Linked DNA regions of Mus musculus: region 1 is linked to region 2. A link is a contact called in public Hi-C data. All regions are on one chromosome and are shown on one strand. Each heading gives the region's core, a stretch centred on a gene start, on an enhancer-like site or on the middle of the called end of the contact. The rest is flanking DNA. Distances are from core to core; before and after follow the strand shown. Region 1 overlaps Dnm3 (dynamin 3). Region 2 overlaps Dnm3 (dynamin 3).

Region 1 (5,255 bases), core at 1,591-4,090, 280 kb before region 2:
AGGCCATAAACTAAATCCCTTCCCAGAATTCTGTGTGGAATGGCAAGCATCTCCTTCCTTTGAAGAGACAAGCCTTCATGTTTAACTTTCCTGGCTTTTCCAGTCCTTATCTGTGTGCACAAGGCCCTCTGATCCACTACTCTTGCCAGTAGTTTCTTCCTTATATTTGTCTTATTTCTTCCCTACTTGGCGAGATTTGGATTCCTGTTCTAGGAACTTTTTCCCACTGTAGTCCAGCTTTCGCCTGGTGATAACAACCTCCTGGGATGAGCACCTGCGTGGACAGTGATGCCATTAGCACTTTTCTGCTGTACCCATTCAGTGCAATGTGACATCTTTCTTTTTGTAAACCTGGGCTACTTAGTCAACCTGATGACTTCTGTAGTGTCCTCCTACAACGTGAAGTTCATTGTCTATTCAGATGGGCGTAGACCTAGCAGTACCCTACTGTTACTGCTCTTTGGAAAGAGTGGGGAATATAATCTTCCTTCAAATGTGCAAGGATGCATCGAAGTACGTTCATGGTTCTTGCTTTGGTCAGAAGTCACAACAGTACTGAACTGGTGGTTTTTCAGTTTTTTTTTAAAAGAGATTTCCAAATATTCAGAAAGTTTCAGTGGCATCTTAGTTGTATCATGTTGTCTTTCACTTAAAATAATACCATGGCAAAGATGATTTTTTTTTAAAGAGTAGAATGATTTCCAAGTTTGTTTGTTTCTCCTAGCCTTTGGTTAAACTCATAAAAATTCTTCAAGTTATATAGAAAAGAAATGTATTTATATTGAGGTCATACATCAGTATCTCTAACTATCTGAAACTAGGATGCTAGGATGGTCCTTGCCTCTGTCATGTCATGGGTCTTGACTGTAGAATATTCAATCAGATCATTGACTAGCCTGTTGGTTCATCTTCTTTTTGCGTGGGCTCCTGTCTTTCCTGATACATTTCCTCATTCCCCTTTCCTGCCATCCTTTCATGCACCGTACTCAGACTCTGGCTATGCATTACTCACCATGAAGCCAACAATGAAAGTGACACTTTGCACTTAAGGATAAGATCATCAAGACAAGCATATAAATGATGAATTGTGTTAGACGCTGATAAATGCTGTTTATCATAAGTAGAGAATGTTGGAGCCCAGAGGAGGAGTCAGGTGCATATGAAGAGAGGTATCAATTCCCAGATGGAGGTAATGCTCAAGACCCTGAAGTACAAGGGGTGTGTGTTAGGTTTAAGGAGGATGGGAAGAGAATAGAGTGGACTCAGGGAAGGCTTATTCCAATACCACTAAGTGGGAGGTGGATGGGAAAGAATTGACAGAGATGAAGTTTGTAAAAATTTCTAGTGTTTTAATGCATATACCACCACTTTTCAGGTACTTGACAAAAACCATTAAAAACAGCAGACACGAGCATGGCTAAATAATTTGTAATTACTGTAACCCACTGTATCCAATCAAATTTTGGCAGTAAAAATATACAGGTTTCAGAAGATCTGAAAATATTTTTCGCTTCGATTTTGAATTTGAAAGTAGTATTTCTAGGATGTCAGAATTAGAATTGCTTAAACCAAGTAATCATCACAAACAGGAATACATTTTTTATTCTCTTTTATTTTCACCAGATGGTTTCAGATAGTTAATTGATTCACAGGACAAATATTTATTAAGCATTTCTTATATGTTGCCCATATGGTGCATGCCCTTGCCTTCCAGGAAGCTGCTGGCATCGAAGCAAGCAGTGGTGATGTGGTCTGATAAATATTTTGTTAGAAAGAGGCTGAAGGAGCAGAAGATCCCTTCATCTGGGCAGTGGTAGATGCTGGTGGGGGCTGAGGACCACCGAGCATCATGGGTTTCTCAGAAGAATTAGTACTGGAGCTGGTTCTTGAGAACAGAAGGAGATTAGCCAGGCAAGGAGTGGAGTCAATGGTGCTGTAAATCCTCAAAGCACGTACACAAATACAGAGACATGGTACGTGTGGGGACTGGGCAGTAGATTCTTTGTGTTTGGATCAGATGGTGCATGTTGCTGAGCAAGAGATCAGCCTCAAGAACAGCCAAGGTCACAGCACAAAGAATCCTACATAATGGGTTAACTCAAACTGCGGGAAAGCACCGAAAAGCAAACCAGCCAGGTTTGTGTGGCTGTGACGGTGTAGGGTCTGACCTGGGCAGAATCCTAGGATCAGGATGGAAACCTACAGGTACCTTGGTAATCCAAGAAGGGGTTGCCAATGGCTGTGCCAAGATAGGGGAATCAACAGACTCCAGACCCAGAAGGAAAGCAGTTTAAGCAGTTCACGTTTTAGGTGTTTTGATCTGAGACAGCTAAAAGAAAATATATGTCCTGCACGTGATTGAATATGCAGGCCAGGATCTCCTATGAATTGTGGCATCTGAAGGTGGGGGAGACTGTGTCTTGATGACTTTCAAAGCTCTGGCCACCCTCAGAGCACACAGTTGTAGGATGAGGAGGACAGACTGAGGGAGAAAAGGCGTCTGCCCTGTGTGTGTGTGGGGGGGGGATGGTTGGGTGAGTAGATGTGTGTGTAGGTGTGCAGCTGTGCTTGTGTGTGGGTTTTTCAGTGGCAGTAGCTGGGAGTGGGCAGGCGTGACATCACCAGAGTGGAGGCTCACTTGACTATTCTACTTAAGATTTATTACATAACTTTTAAAATCCAAGTGTTCCTTAAATACCATTTCAGGTTATAACCACAAATGGATACCACCCATTTAAAGAGAACGATATTTAAAATATTTACTCTAGTTAAAATGTGTAAAATAAATCTCCTGTTCCTTGTCACAGCTGAATGATGTGCAGTGCCAACTCAACCAGTAGGTGTCACTAAGAACACCAGGAAAGGAGTCTAAGCTACACCCTTAGTAAAATCAGGGACAGGAGAGCCCTGTGATGTTAACTAATTTTAACCCGGGTTTATCTCTCTCTCTCAATTCTAGGATGGTCCAACAGTTTGCTGTGGACTTTGAGAAGAGAATCGAAGGGTCAGGAGATCAAGTAGACACCTTAGAGCTCTCTGGCGGTGCTAAGATCAACCGCATTTTCCACGAACGCTTTCCTTTTGAGATAGTGAAGGTTTGTAACTAATGTTCTTTTCTCCCTTTGTCCCACCGCATTCCCTGATCTCCCTTGCAGCTCTCTCGCTGTACTGTGATCTATCACAGGACCAACAGAGTCCTTGGAATCGAATCCTTTGTCCTTGAAATATTCTTTCTGATTTCAGTGAGTTCATAGAGAATACTTCAAGAAACAATACTTCAGTTTTCCATGATATCTATCCATTGTCTAATTTAAAATATTTCTGAGACTCCCCTATGGACCAAAGTCTCAGTGACCAAGAAAGAAAGGGGTTGAATTTATCTAGTAAGGACAATGAAAAAAGTAGATAACATAAGAAAAATTCAAGTGTTATTATGGTGACATGATACAGATTTCTTTCCATGGGATATTTAGATAGGCTCCCTCTGGGTGACGAAGGGCATTATTATCCATGACCAGCCTGGCACAAAGACATCAGTGTTATGAAAAGTCCTGGGAAGAGGCTCGCTTAGGGATGAAGCTGTGCATCCAGGACTTTCCTGGCTGCAGTTGTTCACCATTTACAATGGAAAGCAACAGGAGGACTTTACACAGGGGTTTGTTATCTAGTTGGGCTGATCATCTCCAAAGAGAACTGTGCCTGCTGGATCACCAAGGGGCAAGCAGTAGATGTGGTAAAGAAGGGGAGGGGCCCAACCAGAGATGGATGGACCACATTTTCTGCCTGAAGCTTCTGCAATCGCAGGAGTCCCTTAGAGACAAAGAAAGCAAAATTACAAACACATGGTTGGGCACATGGTCTTGGAAGGGATCTTGTGCAAGGAGGAAGCTCTGAAATGTACATTCTCAGTCAAAATGATGTAAGGAGAAAGAATGGAGGGAAACGGAGGACTGTGGGAGTTTAGGGGTAAAGTTGACAGGCTGGGATTGATTCAAGAGACAGAAACCAGAGGTTGAAAATCCCTCCCCAAGGTTTGTCTTTTGCCATTGAGTGAATGATGGTGCCCATCAGATGGGGAAACTGATGGAAAGTATCAGTGGGTAGGAAGGATCGAGAGCTGTTTGCGTTTGGTGGGGGTGGGGGGGTTGCTCAGTACAGCAGCTGAGTAGCTTAGGGACTGTGCCACTTTTTCAATATGAGGAGGCGAATGTTTATGTATTGGTGTGGGAAGAAGGTGGATAAATAGATCATTTTATTAAAATGTGCTAAGCAAAGTGACAAACTTTAGCATAGGGCGCCATGGAAACACTGCCCACAGACATGAATCCCAGCCCAAGGATGCGAGGGAGCCAGCCGTCTGAGCTGAGTTTGGAAGGATAGTCAGATAAGCAGGAAGAGGTGGGAAAGGGAGCACAAATGTTGACCACACAAAGGAAGGGATGACAAAGACTCTGAACCCTGAAGCCACAGGATACGATAGAAGCTTAGGGCAAGCTGTTACTCTGAGATGCAGAGAGCATAAAGGAGGAAATGGACAGCGAGCGAGGCTGGAACGGCTGCATCCCTGTCAAACTGAATCCGGTGCTCTTTGGATGTGCCTTTCGGGACTAAGTTCTATGGCACTTTGATCCTACTTCCAAGTAGATTTGTAGTGCCTAGGACGTCTGGGAAATATTTATATAGCAATGCATCCTGTGTTGGCTTCATAAGGTATTATTAATTTCCTCTTATAAAGAGGTCTTATGGTCAGGTGCTTAAAATGGTCAGAAAGAAAAGACAGCTGTGTTGTGGCCACCCATCAGAAAATACTCTCATTTATGCATTCTCCTGTGGCCTCCACTTTAGTACATTCAGCAAAAAATAATTCTGTGTTTCAAATGAGTGGCTGGGTTTATGTCCAGGAGATATTCCTTATGCACAGCACTCCCCATATGTAACAGAGTTAACACACACACACACACACACACACACACACACACACACACACACTGATCCTCTGGAACTTCCAGAAATCCCCAGTGTTCCATGTGGCCTTGAACTCCATATAAACAGATGTTTTGACCATCTGGGTTTAGTTTACAAAGGACATGAGTATCCATTTATTAATAACAGTAAGGTTATCCTCATTCTATACCATTCAATAATATTATCGAAAAGAATTAAGTGTCATAACCGTAGCTTGCTTTGCATCTGCAGATGGAGTTCAATGAGAAAGAACTGAGAAGAGAAATAAGCTACGCAATCAAAAACATACA
Region 2 (5,747 bases), core at 1,024-3,523:
TCCTGAGCATGACCCGGGTGGAGGAGTTCTGCAAGGTGCTTACATTTGAAAAGATGCACAGAAACTCTGTGTTGAGTTTGGAGACCATCAATGGGGCTGAAGTACTCCAAAACGTATGTTTGCTCGCTTGATTGCTTGTTTACAAATCAAGGTTACCACAATTTCCCACAGCCTCTCCATCATCCCTGTCAGGAAGGCCAGTTGTTGACTCACTGCCTCTCCAGATCTGTCCAGAGACCTCAGCACATGGCTTCGGTACATAGCCAAGTCAAGGCTTCAGAGGAAGGAAACCGTTGAGTTTCAATCTGAAACACAAGGTTCCTACTGTGTTGAACGAGTGGGGCAGAGGCTATTAAAAGGCCATCGTTCCCCCGCTCCCACTCCTCCCTCAGTGCTCTGCCCACATCCCAGACTGCTTTTAATCTTACTGGGAGGGTACCTAGGGAGAAAGAAAGAAAAAAAAATAATAATGAATTGCTGTGTTCCTTGGCACATGAATAACAGTTCCTTTCCAGGGATCCAGGAATACAAATGAGGGGTTTTAAATCTTGCTAACTTGTGTGTGTGTGTGTGCATGTGTGTGTGCGTGTGTGTGTGTGTGTGTGTGTGTGTGTGTGTGTGTGTGTGTGTGTGTGGTGTCTCCTCAGGAAAAAGTCTCTTACGAAAACCAGGATAACTAAAGTTATTTTGACATGTGACATAGTATTCTTCCCACAGATCATTCTGCCAGACCAGAGATTCCCCTGCCTAGGCCTCGTGAGTGCTGAGAGTAAAGGCGATTCCACTTTTTATCTGTTGCCTTTTCCCACCCCCTTACCCACCATCCATCCTGCTAAGGGGAGGATGTAGATAGGGTACCACTTGAATCAGGAGGCTACACTAAGTACCACATTCAGAGAGTCCTAGCAGAGGTGATTCATTTCTTCATTGGCACCAATCACAGAGAGAGAAGGGGACCCTCAGAAGTGAAAGTGGGACATTTCCTTGAGCCAGACCCGTGTCAGCCAGTGGCTCATATGAACAGCTCTGCCAGTTGTAAATTCTTGAACTCCAACGTTTGCATGAGTAGTTATTCGCTGCTCAGAGTCCCAGAGAGCCACACCCTGGGGCTGGCGCCTAACCACCATCCTAACTCTCTGCCGAGCCACTTTAAAAAGCATGTGAATACTACCCTGTTGGAGCTAGTGTTTCTGTCTCAGGACCGAGTTCCATGTACAATGTATTTCATTGAGCTCCCGTGCCACACTGCAGCATGTACCATGTTAAGGGGATAAATGTATGGATTGCAGAGTAAAAGGGCTAGTAAAGCAGGAAGCGGTCAAACTGTCAACTGCCACTTTAGAAGGAAGATACCAACTTTTAAAAATCTATTAACACAAAAGAAATGATTATTCCTGAATGAAATGTTTTAGGGGCCAGTGAGAAGGGGGGGAGGGGGAAAGAGCCAAGATGATTGTTTTGTTTTGTTTCATTTTGTTTCATTTGGTTTTGTTTGTTCACAGCTGGGGGAATGAGGAAATGCTTTTTGTAGTAAACTCTGGAAAAAGGAGCTTGACTGGCAAGACGCATTCAGCACGGTCCAAGCTATCTCACAGGATGTGACTGGGTTTAGCGTTGTAAGACAGCTCTGTAGTTTTATTCTGGCCAAATGTCTGTATGATTCTCAGGCAGTTCCCTCCCCTGTCACCTTCCAGCCTTGCTTCTAACAGGGAGTCTCTCTCACTTTGATTCACGGTTTCTCACAAGCAGCTCCAGACTGCCTTTATAAGATAACACAAGTCTTGGGAGTGAGAACGGAGTTGAACCATCTGCAGTTCTTTCTTTGCTATAAAAATAAATAAATAAATAAATAAATAAATAAATAAATAAATAAGAATTTCCACACTCATATCCTTGTTGGGTCCCTCATCCCAACCCAACCCCAACACATACTGCGGAAATGGTGAAAGAGACCCCAGACAGAGCAGTGGGGGTCGAACTCAGGGCGCATGATTCACTGCCTACTGCTTTCATCCACAGTCAATTTTCTAGACAAGCCTGGCCTCCTGTCACTCCCATTAATCACGGGGCCCAAGCAGAGTCCAGCAGGGTGCCCCTTGTACGGCTCAGACAGGGTCTGGGGCATCACAAGATTCCCATTAAAAGCGAGATAGGGGTCTTGACTTCTCATTCATTCCCACAATGCACTTCATCAGCATCCCGCTACACACTCCTCCTGTGAGCAACTGGCGCTGCTGGGTGTTGATGTTGGTTTTGGCTTGCTTCCTCCTAGAGCAGCCAGCCGTTGTGTAAGCAAGTCTGTCTGAATCGCTCTGGGGCTAACTGCCTTCTTAGAAGTCCTCCTGCTGCTCATTATTTAGCCAGCAAGCCATTACTATTATTAGCTTTGAATTCTTCCTTCTCCACTTTCTGTTCACTAAAATACTGAAGTGTGGACAATCATCGCCCAACCAATTGTTAAATGCCTCTCCCTGCCCCCCCCACCTTTTCTATTATTTGGGTTGACATTCAAAACAAGTACAAAACTCAGGAACTTTAAAGAGGGGTTTGGGATGGAGAGTCAGTAACTAGATTCCTTCTCGTGCTCTTTCAGTAACTTCTAGTGTACGTGCCATCTTCATTTTGTATGCACCATACAGTCTATTCAGAAAAATTTAAAGAGAAAATAAAAAAAGAACAGCATTAGGTAGTTCTTGGCAGTCAGTCAAAGACAGCATTGCAGGGAAGGTATTTAAGTCTTTTAAGTGAAGCTATTTGTATATCAGCAACTGCATTTTTCATGACCAGGGAGAGCTATTTGCACAGTCTTTCACGGAAATATTTCTAGACAGTTTCTGTGGCTTTCCTCCCTGAGCTCATGTATTTGCTTCTGCTTCAGAACAGGACAATTTAATGAGCAGTTTTACAGCCCAACCTGCACCCTGCACACTCTACGGGGCTACATGCCTGCCGCATATAACCTTTGCCCTATTTGCCATTAAAGAACAAGACTTTCCTATAACCAACTTTATACTATGATGGGGGTGGGGCACGCAACTGATACTTCAGTCCACCCTACAGCCCATAGACATCAATGTTTTAAAAACTTTATACTTAAAAAAAAATAGGGTACATATTAGCATTACCATAGTCAGCCCCCTTCTTTTGTAAGGTGTTTATGTCATCTTTCATCCTTTGACCTAGAGCAAAAGGACCACGTGCTTCAGAGCAAATAACTCATTTGGCCTCATTTCTAGTCCAGGGAGGCATGTTCAAAGATAAACCCCAAATTATTTCAGAAATAAAAACAACAACAAAAATAAAAAATAAGAGACATCATTTTCTGTCTCCAGTCTTACTAATGATTGTCAGCCCTGGAAAATCCTCTTTGTTTTCGTTTTAAGACATAGGGTTCTGCATATTCTCAAATGAAATAAGTATCTAATTGTAAACAAAAAAAATACCTAAATTTGCCTTATTTTCCCCATGGGTTCTGCTTTTGGTGTTCTGTTGTTTTTCTTGCTATCTGCTAAACATTTGAGCTCTCCCTTTCTTTTGAGCTGTGGAGCCCCAAACAGGAAGCAGGGACCCCTGGCCGGGTCTGGGCAGGAGAACAACCAAGCCATTGTGCAGAGGAACACCACCTCCCTCCTGGCCCTGCAATGCCGGCCTCTGCCCGCCTGTTTTAACTACGCTATGGATTTAAGGTAGTCTGCAGTACCTCAGACACCTGGCTCGCTTTCTGCCCTACTTACTTCAGCCAATCTGTCCTCATCTCATAATTCTGTTTACTTTCTCTTCTTAAGGACAAGGAGGGTACTCTTTAAAACAGAGTGAAGTAAGTTCAGGGCAAATGAAAGGAAATGTACTTCATACAGGCAGGTTATAAACTTGCGGAACTCATTAGTTTCAAAAGGTGGGACTGGCAGGAAGCGTAAAGGAATTCAAAAACATTTTAGCCAGATTTATGAAAAAGAGCCATAAATGGCTACTAAGAATACCAGGGCTGTGACCAGCTTTTACAACTGAAATCCCACAGCTGCCTCAGCCCTCCCATGGCCATCTCTGGAGATCTACTGGAATGGCTGAACTCCCATGCAGCCCAAAGTGGGGTTTCCTAAGCACCCTGTGTCTTCTTAGTACTTGTTCTCAGTCTCACTGGATCTTAGAGAGATGAACACCCTACACACCAAACACGTACACACACACACACACACACACACACACACACACTGTTCTGAAGAAGGCAACTTTCTTTTTAGAGGAAAGCTTGGTGAATTTTCCTTCTCTGTTCAGTCATCTACCTACCACAGTGCCAGGCTGACTGTCTGGGAACGGTGACGCCTGCACAGTGGAAACTAGCTGAGATCACACTTGGATCTTAAACCATACATACTAACTTTCTTATGTTAACTCAGACCCTTCTTTGTCCTGGGGATTTTTTTTTTCCTCTTTGGCCCAAGATCATAAAAAGCCATTTTTATTCCACCCTATACAACCTCTCCAGTAGAACCTCCCGTCACTTAAACTCTTCCCAGGCTGTCTCCTTACTGCCGGGGTTCTCAAACTGGAACACTTTTTAAAACTGCAGATGCTCCAAGTTTCCTCCAGGCCAGTTAGCACAGCCTCTGTCCATAGAGCTCCAGGATCCTGTTTTCTTCAAAATCGTCTGGGTGATTCTCCCCAAAGGAAAGTTGAGGTCCTAGTCTGACAGGTTGTGGCCAAGGTATGACGCAAAGATCACACCATGCAACAGATATCACGCAAAAGATTCTTACGGACCCATTCCAAATTCGTGCCTGAAGAACATTCACTGGCTTCTGTAGATATATTCTGTATATATATTCTGTAGGCCTAAATTCTATATTCTGTGACCTGCTCCATATAGGACCTTCAATCATATCAGTTGCTTAGTTCCCTTCCAAGAAGGCATGGCACCTACTAGGAAGAATTGAAGCCAAGCAGAAGAATAGTATCAGATAGCTTATAACCACTTCCACTGCACATTCGTTTTCTTTTCTCAGCCCTCTCACGTGAGATTCACACATGTTGTACAGGTACCACTAAGCAGCTCCTGTGTTGTGTTTTGATTTGTTTTTAAGTTAAGGTCTTAGTCTAATCTTGAACTTGCTTTCAATTATCTTGTGACAACTCTCATTATATATACATACACACACACACACACATATATATACATATATACACATATATGTATACACACACACACATACACATTATATATATATATATATATATATATATATATATATATATATATACATACATACATACATATATGCCTGGTCCCACTATGCAATCCTATATACCATTCTCTTCTGATTCCTCCTTTAGGTCTTTATGAAGAAAAATGTTACTTCTACATAAATATGATTGAATACCGTCACTATTTGAATATGTCTTCCAAAAGTTTATATATTGAATATTTCATCTCCAAATTTAAATGTTAACAGTATTGAAGGGTAGAGTTTTTAGGAGATCATTAAGTCTAGATATATTTGTGGCCCTTGATGGCACTAGTGACCTTATTCTTATTTTAAAGATAGAGAACTGGGCTAGTACACTTCCTCTGCCACATCATGAGTTGACCTCTGCCATGTACTGGTGTATCAAGAAGGCCCCCACCAGACACTAGGTGCATGCTTTTGAACTGCCCAGCCTCCAGAACCTTGAACTATGCAGCCCTCTATAAATGGCCCAGACTGTGGTACTCAGTTTCAGGAACAAAGAATGGGCTAAGTCAAGGACTG

Evidence for each region. A called contact is a pair of places that touch in the nucleus more often than the background predicts.
Region 1: a contact with region 2 is called in a Hi-C map of muscle stem cells, with 1.9 times the contacts expected there. The contact joins two enhancer-like sites. A contact is called at or near these places in 1 of 15 datasets of contacts at CTCF or cohesin (the NIH/3T3 cell line), 7 of 484 Hi-C or Micro-C datasets (the C2C12 cell line, bone marrow-derived macrophages, muscle stem cells and 2 more), 3 of 115 datasets of contacts at active chromatin or transcription factors (extraembryonic endoderm stem cells, heart atrium and large pre-B cells) and 1 of 9 other capture datasets (pancreatic islet).

The regions. Positions count from the first base shown.
Region 1 is chr1:162,311,401-162,316,655 of GRCm38.p6, reverse strand. Dnm3 (dynamin 3) reads left to right here. Exons shown (of 21, transcript NM_001038619.2): 8 at 2,960-3,095; 9 at 5,197-5,255. Among named protein-coding and RNA genes, the nearest start is that of Gm39688, 66 kb to the left of the region's middle. Within about 2 kb of position 2,840, at least 75 of the 459 cell types and tissues checked have an H3K27ac peak or open chromatin away from gene starts, as enhancers often do. A contact at or near this core is called in the C2C12 cell line, the NIH/3T3 cell line, heart atrium and 2 more, where this site is marked.
Region 2 is chr1:162,034,562-162,040,308 of GRCm38.p6, reverse strand. The region is part of intron 17 of Dnm3 (dynamin 3); the gene reads left to right. Among named protein-coding and RNA genes, the nearest start is that of 2810442N19Rik, 32 kb to the right of the region's middle. Within about 2 kb of position 2,273, at least 166 of the 459 cell types and tissues checked have an H3K27ac peak or open chromatin away from gene starts, as enhancers often do. A contact at or near this core is called in the C2C12 cell line, the NIH/3T3 cell line, heart atrium and 2 more, where this site is marked.